2 separate regions of the Sus scrofa genome follow, and region 1 is linked to region 2. A link is a contact called in public promoter capture Hi-C data. All regions are on one chromosome and are shown on one strand. The core of a region is the stretch at or near the end of the contact, and the rest is flanking DNA. Distances in the headings are between cores, read along the strand shown. Region 1 holds the start of CMBL (carboxymethylenebutenolidase homolog). Region 2 holds the start of G3BP1 (G3BP stress granule assembly factor 1).

The links. Promoter capture Hi-C pulls out the DNA fragments that hold promoters and counts their contacts.
Region 1: a promoter capture Hi-C map of fetal liver shows a contact between it and region 2, with 2.9 times the contacts expected there. The contact joins the promoter of CMBL here to the promoter of G3BP1 in region 2. A contact is called at or near these places in 1 of 5 promoter capture datasets (fetal liver), 2 of 47 Hi-C or Micro-C datasets (heart right ventricle and liver) and 1 of 2 datasets of contacts at active chromatin or transcription factors (alveolar macrophages).

The regions. Positions count from the first base shown.
Region 1 is chr16:72,169,365-72,174,416 of Sscrofa11.1, reverse strand. It overlaps CMBL (carboxymethylenebutenolidase homolog), which reads right to left and starts at 3,587. Exons shown (of 6, transcript NM_001244350.1): 1 at 3,450-3,587.
Region 2 is chr16:71,273,227-71,277,963 of Sscrofa11.1, reverse strand. G3BP1 (G3BP stress granule assembly factor 1) reads left to right here and starts at 1,880. Exons shown (of 12, transcript NM_001205405.1): 1 at 1,880-2,010. LOC100514500 reads right to left here and starts at 1,235. Exons shown (of 2, transcript XR_002339616.1): 1 at 1,113-1,235.

The sequences.
Region 1 (5,052 bases), core at 2,338-4,837, 890 kb before region 2:
CAAGTGATAAGGTTTCCTCCTGTAAGAGGATGCGACTGCGGGTCTGACATGAAGGGTGGGGTCCTCAGAAAAGGCACCAAGAAGGGCCTTTCTATGTCATGGCAGGTGGGCTTGGCAACACTTTCCAGCCACCCTGAGGTCAGATCTGTGGTTCTCTTCCTGTCACCAGGGATGGCCAGGACATGCTCCAGCAGAGGAGACACTGATGGGCAAATCCTTTGGCAATGCCACCCCGAATGCAGCATGAAACACATGATTCCATCGTAATTTTTTCTTTTCCTTTTTTTGGTCTTTTTAGGGCTGCTCTTGTAGCATATGGAAGTTCCCAGGCTACGGGTTGAGTCAGAGCTACAGCTGCTGGCCACAGCCACGGCCACGGCAATGACAGATCTGAGCCATTTCTGTGACCTATATACGACCGCTCACAGCAACACCGGATCCTTAACCCACTGAGCAAGGTCAGGGATCGAATCTGTGTCCTCATGGGTGCTAGTCAGAGTCGTTTCTGCTGAGCCACGATGGGAACTCCCACCATAATTTTCATGCACGATCCCACATAATCATGCATGCGTGCTAGACCCATCCCCTATAGGCTAAATTTTGGGGTCCCTTGTCAGCAACTTCCTCCTTGAGGGAACTCCAGTCAGGACCCTCTGAACTCTCTTCTCAGCTGGGCCCTGACTGTTGGGCTTCATCCAGTTTTAGTCAAAATCCTGCCAAGTCGGTTTAGCACAATCCACCACCCCCATATCTGATTCAGTTCTTCATCCTCCCCCACCCCGAGTGATATCTGATCACCCTGGCTTGTCTTCTGCAACCATCTGTTAAGTCAGGTTAACTGGAATCCCTACTTCCATCCACCGACCCCTACTCTGCTCCTAGGCTAGAAATTCCCACTTTTCCTTGTTGTATTCGGAATTGAGCCCAAGGTATCTCTCCCATTACAAAATCCCACTGGAGTGGTCCCTGCACCTATCACGATATAGGTGATAACACAGGTCTTGAATAAGATCTAACTTACCATTTTTTGGTGTGGTTTTTTTCGTTTGCTTGTTTTTTCCTTTTTTATGGCCGCGTCTTCAGCATATCGAAGTGCCTCGGCTAAGAGTGGTATCAGAGTTGTAGCTGCAGGCCTCCACCACAGCCACAGCAACACTGGATCTGAGCCACATCTGTGACCTATGAAGCAGCTTGCAGCAACGATGGATCCTTAACCCACTGAGTGAGGCCAGGGATCAAGCCCACATCCTCACAGACACTCTGTTGGGTTCTTAACCCTCTGAGCCACAACGGGAACACCTGACTTACCATTTCTTAACAAGAGTCACGGATGAGTAATTTTTAATATCCTCCAGCCCTGCTTCACACAGCAAATGCCTTTACAAAATTATAACTCAAGACCCATGGGGACCAAGGATGCATGTTTGATCTGCAAATTCCAAGGGGCTGTTACGCTCTCCCTTCTCTCCTAAGATGTCCCTTCCCGTGGCAACCCTCTACCCCATACGAATTTGTGCTGCTGCTTCTTTGAACCAGTTCTAACATCTGCCTGGTTCCCTCTTTAATGAATAAAATAGTGTCTTTAACACGTGCCCATTTTTATATCTGTAGCAGTGTCATGATTTTGCCTTGCACTGATAATTATCTTTTCTTTTTTTGTCTTTTTATTTTTTTTTTTTTATTTTAGGGCCACACCTGCGGCATATGGAAGTACCCAGGCAAGGGATCTAATAGGAGCTTCTTTGACCTACACCACAGCTCATGGCAACACCAGACCCTTAATTCACTGAGCAAGGCCAGGGATCGAACCTGAGTCCTCATGGATGCTAATCAGGTTTGTTACCACTGAGCCACGGGAAAATTATCTTTTTAAGCGTGTAGTTGAACGACGCTACCCTTTTCTCACTAGAGCTCAGAAGGCAGGAAACGGGTGGTAAAGAACAGGTGAGCTAGCATGGTTTCCTACTTTCATGCCCCCAAAGATTTAATTAACTCAGAAATCACACTTCCCAACGCAATGCAGATCTCCAAGAGAAATAGTGAAAACAGAGATAGATTTTTTTTTTTTTTTTGGTCTTTTTTTTTGCCTTTTCTTGGGCCGCTCCCACGGCATATGGAGGTTCCCAGGCTAGGGGTCCAATCGGAACTGCAGCCATCAGCCTACGCCAGAGCCACAGCAACACGGGATCTGAGCCGCGTCTGCGACCTACACCACAGCTCACGGCAACGCCGGATCCTTAACCCACTGAGCAAGGGCAGGGATCGAACCCGAAACCTCATGGCTCCTAGTCGGATTCGTTAACCACTGCGCCACGACGGGAAATCCAGAGATAGAGATTTTGAGGAGCAAGAGGGATTGGCGTTGATGGGATTGCAACAAGCAAAGAAACCTAGGGCTAAAGCCTGGCAGCAATTTAGAAATGGAAACACCTGTAAGGGCATCAGAAGCAACAATGAGAGATAATACAGGACAGAAGGTGGCCACGGGAAGGCTGGGTGCTTTTCATTTCCTGGGTAAACACTGTCGTTGGCACAGCAATTGACCTTCAATCTTGCATCAGAGAAGGCAAGACCCTCCTTATCCTTAGATGGGTTTAGGAACATCAGCTCCTCAGATTATTTTTATTTTTCAGTAGTCAAGGTTGTGTTCTCCTTAGGGTACGGGGCCTTGATAGCAGTAATTAGAAAGCCAGATGGGATGAAGATAGATTGGCCCATGAACTTGCCAATCACGCGGCTGCCTTTGGCCTTTTCTCGGACTGTTGGGCTCGCTTCTGACCACCTTACTTTAAATGGGCTTTGAAAACAACAGGTGGCATTTCCATCAGCAAGTAACCCTAAATCCCAATGCCCCGTGTTAGCAAGGCCCGTGGAGGCCACAGCTTCGCCTCCTGACCCACATGGCTGAGTGGGAAACTTACAGTCTTTCCTGGCAATGAGTACGCCTCATCCAGGACACCACACCCCTAGACCCGGCACCTCTTCTCCTAATAGCCATCCTTAATACATGCTGCAAAGCGTGGAGAACTATCTGGATGCGGATATGCTCATTTCCCCCCCATACTTTTATGTTAGTAGTAAGAACTACACAACCAAAATGTTCAACTCTAAAAAAATAGTTACTCAAAAGTAGTGGCCCAGAGGAAAGGCTGGTGACATTGTGTTAGGTGTAAAAAAGGAATACAGGTTTATATACCGTATGATTTAAACGCTGTTCTTAAAATGTACTGCTCAACAGTACAGGAAACTATGCCAAAGGGGGGGTGGCAGGGGTTGCTTTTCTGCGATGACAATGTACTGTTTTGAGAAAAGCAGGTGTTGAAAATGGATTTTGGCAGGTCCATTACCTGTGCACATGGCAAAGACTTCCTTTGCCTCCTGCAACCGCCCGCGCAAGTTAAACCAGAGCGGACCTGCAGCGCGGTCCTGGGCGGGCGAATCGCACGTACCTCTTCCCGCCGCCTGAAGACCGCTGTCCACTCGCGCGGAGGAGGCCGGACCGGAGGCGACAGCGCTGCAACCCCGCGGGACCCAGGGGTGACGGTCAGGGGCGAGCCGAGGGGGAGGCGCCTCCTTCCGGGGCGGAAGTGGACGCGGTGACGGAGGGCGGCAGGATCTCGGCGGGCCAGTGGCCGTCCGGGATTCCCAGCACCGCCCCCCACCCCGGCCCCCGCCTCCAGGGGCGGGGCGGGGGGGGGCTGGAACTAGAGTGGAGGGGCGGGGAGGGGAGGCCGGGAGGGGAGGGGAAGGGAGGGGAAGGGAGGGAAAGGGAGGGGAGGGGAAGGGAGGGGAGGGGAGGGGAGGGGAGGAGAAGGGAGGGGAGTGAGCGGGAAGGAGGGGCCAGGAGGATCAAGACCGCCAGCGGGGAGATTTACGTGTCCGCCTAACTCCTGAGACCTCTGGAACTTTTTTTCTCTCTCTCTCTCTCTCTCTTTTTTTTTTTTTTTTTTTGTCTTTTTGGCTTTTCTAGGGCCGCACCCGCGGCATATGGGGGTTCCCAAGCTAGGGGTCGAATCGGAGCTGTATACCCTGGCCTATGCCAGAGCCACGGCAATGCCATATCCGAGGTGCGTCTGCGACCTACACCACAGCTCACGGCAACACCAGATCCTTAACCCACTGAGCAAGGCCAGGGATCGAACCCGCAACCTCATGATTCCTAGTGAGATTCGTTAACCACTGCGCCACTACGGGAACTCCTGGAACTTCTTTACTGTACATCAAAACCAGGCTTTTTAAAAAATAAATGATTACATATTCGTACTTGACCTCCCCCACTAACGCACACTCCATGTTTTGTCTGGTCACCTGACAAAGATTGGGATAACCGGTTCACTGGCCACCGAGGAAGGCTGAGAAAGTAAACAGGAAAAAGCGTTGATTGGAAAAATCAGTAACGGTGGGAAAACAGCCACTTCCTGATACCACAAGAATTTAATTCAAAATCTTAGGACCCAAGAGCTAGAGCCTTGTAAATTAAGATCCTTCTGATTGGAAAAGGTGTGATTTCAGATTGAGGATGACTTTTTTTTTTTTTTTTTTTTTTGTCTTTTTGCCTTTTCTTGGGCCGCTCCCACGGCATATGGAGGTTTCCAGGTTAGGGGTCGAATCGGAGCTGTAGCCACCGGCCTATGCCACAGCCACAGCAAGGAGGGATCCAAGCTGCGCCTGCAACCTACACCACAGCTCACGGCAACGCCGGATCCTTAACCCACTGAGCAAGGTCGGGGATCGAACCCACAACCTCATGGCTCCTAATCGGATTCGTTAACCACTGCACCACAACGGAACTCCGACCTTTTTCTTAAGAGGTCTTTTCTGCAGAGAGATGACAATAAGATAAAAAGACTAGGGCGGAGTTCCCATTGTGGCGCAGTGGTTAACGAACCCGTCTAGTATACATGAGGACACAGGTTTGATCCCTGGCCTCGCTCAGTGGGTCAAGGCTCTAGAGAGAGCAGTGAGCTTTGGTGTACGTCACAGATGCAGCTGGGACCCCACATTGCTGAGGCTTGTGGTGTAGGCTGGCAGCTACAGCTCCTATTCAATCCA
Region 2 (4,737 bases), core at 631-3,130:
CTTGCTCAGTGAGGAGCCTGCATTGCCATGAGCTGTGGTGCAGGTCGCAGACATGGCTCGGATCTGGTGTTGCTGCGGCTGTGCTGTAGGTCAGCAGCTATAGCTCTGATTTGACCCCTAGCCTGGGAACTTCCATATGCTGGGGGGGGGGGCCTAAAAAAAAAAAAAAAACCTGCAAATGTCCTCGTCCACCTTTTAAGAAATCTTTCACGGGCTCCTCATCTCCCTCCGAGTAAAGTCCAAATTCCTTAGTAAGGCTAACGAGATCCTGGAGGTTCCTTAAATCAGAAAACCTGTGGCGGATCCTCTCCTCTGAGCCGAGATCCCTTCCTTGCCCCCAAAGTCCCATATGCCCCTTCCCCAGTTTCCCCGAGCTCGCGGAGGAGCTTCCAGGCCCTGGTTTGTTCAATGGGTGGCAGCAAGCAGGGTCAGCAGCATCTTGATCATCCCTGACCCCAGCCCCTGGAGTTCATTAAGTGCTGAATGAGAGAGGCTGATGCAGGAGTGGGGCTTGGGGGGCGGGGGGCAGAGGGACGCTCCCATTTAGCTTCTGGGGCTGCACCCCGACCCCACCAGGCTGCCTCCCCTGTCCTTTCGCCCCCAGCAGAGGCTCCACGTGCATTATTTCCAAATTTACAAAATTTTGAGACCCTCCCCAGGACCACGTGCCTGCAAAGGAGACTCAAACGAGGCGTGTCTCTGTATTTCCATGTGAAATGCTCAGGGTGACCAATAGAGGGCCTAACAAAAGGCTAGAAGACGTGGACAGGACCGGGCTGGAGCGTCACTTAGCCTCTGGTGTTTTAGGGACGCTTTGGGGTGTCCATAGGAGTTTGACAAACTACCTTTTCAAGATGTAACGACTACAAGAAATAAGGCCCCACACCTAGGGCAACTGGAAATGGGAATGACAATGGTGGTGACGCACAGGATGTTACAGGAAGGGCCAAGCTGCCGGGAGAATGAACAAACTCTTGTTCCTCGGTCAACACCCACTAGCCGACCTGCAGCAGCACTTGCCCAGAAGGGCAGAGTAGAAACGAGTGTCCTCAAAGTCAACAGTTTTCACGTGCGACCTTTTTACAAGCCCTTAGGTACACAACGGGAGTTACCTTCTCCTCTGGCTTTCCTTGAACGGTTGTCCAGTAATAGTGCTGACTAATGCTGAGAACCAGCAAGTGCCCTTAGGCGGCCGCGTGGAAATAAAAAAGTTGGCATAAGAGGAAAAAAATAAAATAAAGCAACGGGAAACTTCACCATCTGGTTCGGCTGGTACCAAATTGTGCGGGAAAAGCGGGAGAAGGGGGCCTCAGGGACCGCACCCAACAAGTGAAGAAAGGAAAGGGAAAAGGACAGAAGCCGGGGCCAAGAAAGCCTCAGAACCTCCCCAGAAGGCAAGGCGGCCCCCGGGGCTCAGCCTCCTCGGTACCGTTCAACCCCGGCGTCAATCACCTCTTTTCCGCGCTGCGATTGGGCCGGGGCCCCCCAGCCACCCTGGCGCCCACCTCCTAGTTGCTTGGGGTTTACTTCCCCAAAGTACAAGGGCCCCACCTTGTGGATCAACCGCTCCTGCATGGAAAACGGATCTCCGCCCAGGGGAAGACGTTTTAACGAATGGGAACGGCTGCACGCACTTATTGGCTACCGTGGATATCGGTCAAAGAAGTTCCCAGCCCCTTCCCCACCGTACCTTTCCGTTATTGGTCTCTCTCAGTGCCAATCCGTCACTAGGGAAACGAGATCCTTACAGGCTCATAGGCAAAAGTCAAAGCCAATCAAGAGCCACGCCTTCATCCTGAGTCAGTACCCAATTGCTGCGCGAAGAGCTCAGAGGACGCCGTCGGGATTGGCCACTAGCCTGCCCGACTTGGCCGCAACAAGTTAGTCTGAGTCTCGGTTATATAGCCCGGCGACGGAGCACGCGTGTGTGCGGACGCAGTTGCGTGAAGGGTATTTGCCTTTTGCCTTGCGGTGGAGCAGAGCTTGTTCCTCTCCCGTTCAGCCGTGCAGGTACGGCAGGGTGTGGGCGGGGCTGGACCGGTAGGAGGGCGAGCTGGGGCAGAGGTGAGAGGGAGACGTCCGAACGGCGACTGTGCGAGCTCCCCCTCCCCACCTCCGCCCCAACGGCCGCAGGCGCGCGCGGCAGGCGCACGGGCGCGCAGGAGCTCTCCGCCCCCCGCCCCCACCGGCCGGCGCGCGTGGCCGTGTCCGCGTTCGCGGCGTGCGCGTGCCGCGCCCAACGGCCACGCGGGGCGAGAGCGAGCCGCAGCCGCCGCCCGAGCCCCAGAGTGCTCTCGAGGGCCTGGGGCCCCGCGCGGCGAGCTCGCCAGCTTTTCCCGCCCGCACCCCCACGCGCCATCCGAGTCCTTTCCTGGCTGTAGCTCCAGCTTAATCCCAGACCAGAGAAGGCTTTTATGGGGGGGGGGGGGCACGAAAGTGCGATGAGAATTTCTGGACTCGGGAAGCAGAAGTGCTGCCCCCCAAGCTTTTACAGCGAGTGAAGGGTAAGCAGCGACTTCGTGGATGTCGAATGATGATAGTACTAACTACTCATCTTCTAAGCCCTCCCTCTGTGCCAGGCACAGTCGTGCGCACCTTGTGTGTTTCCCCTTTAGTCCCGCAATGTCCCGATGAGGTAGGTACCATGATTTTCTAATGTTTACAGCGGATTCGAAGGCCCAGCGGTGGAGTGACACGGTCGAACACAGATCGTTAGGGACAGGAATTTGAACGCAGGCCACCTGACTCCTCGTCCCCCAAGTCTATTGTAGTCTTTGTTGCAGCGCCGTGTGCGGCTCCAGGGCACCTTTGCCCCCAGAGCACTAGTCCCTGGGGACAGTACCAGCCTCGGAAGGTCGACTGCAGCGGCATTTGTAGTTGGGCCAGTTGTGGGCTTCCAGGGAGACAAGGGTTGGGCGTGGGTCTGTGACCAAGGAAGAGAAAGGGTTTGGGCCTCCTTGCGACAGGTTTTCCTACAGGTGGCTGACGGACGTGCTGCCTTAAAAGCTTCTGGGGAAACGACAGAATAAAATGACTAAGTGCAACTGAACCTGGACAGTGTGCTGTCAGATTTGAAACGTAGTAGGCTGACGATGGGAAATTCCCACCAGCAGGAAGTTAGGCCTTGATATCTTGAATCTTTGCTTCATTTTTTAATTGGGGCAGACTTTCGAGAAAGACCTTGGAGAAGATTGTTTGACTTCCTCGTTTTATAGTCGAGGAAAATGAGGTTGCACTTTGAGGCGTTTCAGATCTAGCCAGCATGTGTAAGTTAAAATTTGAAATTGGAATGGAAACCTTGGTGCCCAGTTAGAGTATACATTTGACCTCTGTGGAGCCTAAGCTCGGTGCGTTAGGGGTGATAGCTCTTGGAATTGGAAATCTTACCCTTAAGGCGGTTGGGATCTTCTGTGGATGAAAGTCTGTCTATTTAGCATTGTTGCATGTGCTCCTGTTACATGCAAATGTAGAAGGTACCTTCAAAGACTTGTGTTTAAGTATTTCTAGTAGAGTTATATTTCTTTAGGCTAGTGTATTAAGGTAAAAGTAATAAATGTTCCTGTGTTGCAGGTTCGAATCATTACTTTGCATCACAAATGGCTACTTGAGCTAAAGCTGCAATAAAACTGGGGGGGCTAGCTTTTCTGAATACTTTTTATTGGGGTGGCTTTCAATTTTTTTTCTCTTTATTGTAAAGAAATTTATTCTGTGTGTGCAGACACTTTTTAGGATTAGTTTTTAAGATTTTTTTTTTGCAGCCAGAGGAAACATAATTTTTAGATCCTTGTAGGAAATTAAAAAGCTAAGAGGAAGCTTATTATTTTTAAGTATTTCCATTTAACAAGTAATTTCCATATTTCTTAAAAGAAAGTAACAGTAGGATAAAGGACCAAAATATTATAAAGACAAGTTCTTTGTTGGGGTTGTCATGAATAACAGGTAGCTTTAGATTATAACATTGTTTTCCTTGGAGCTTGCCTTCCTGTAGCAATTCCAGTTACCTGCATTTAGACACCAGTTAACTATTGAATTAGCATTTTAAGTTACTAAATGTTATAACATTGTGATGACATACATTGAACTGTTAGGTTTGAGTTCAGCTAGTTATTTCTGGAGGCAAAATATGTCAGAAAGTTCTTTATGCATTAATTGAGGGAAATTTTTGATAGTTTCCCATTCAGATGTTTAAAAAAATACTGTTTTTGACTTTGGGCAAATGGTTATCAGTTGGGCAGGAATATGAAAACTGGTAATTCACAGATGGATAGGCCAGTTGACCTCTTGTGCATTCATTTGTCAGGAACGAATGAATTGAAGCAGATTGTGATTAATATAAAATTTGTCTACCTTCCTGCCTCCCAGCCAAGCTAGAGGTTTTATTGCTAAATCCTTTGAATTTGAGCTTTTGTACCTCTTCTGACTGGTAGAAAAGTAGGCAATTCTTTGTTCTTTATTTAACTCACTCTGCTTTGCTGTTCTCAGCTGACAGTGTGCTAAGGGAACATCAGGAGATTTGGTAATGTTTGTTGGTGACCTACTTTGCAGTTTTTTTTGTGATTTTATTGGTTTTAGCACTTTGCATAGAAGTAAAAGGCAGAGGTTAGTTTTACGTTTTTATAGGTTCATGAATCGAATATGGTTCTTAGGATGGATGGAATAGTGTTAAAAGATGAAATTTGGTATAAAGCCTGAATGTGTGACCTAAACCAATTTTTCTTTTTGTTGGTTTAATAAAAT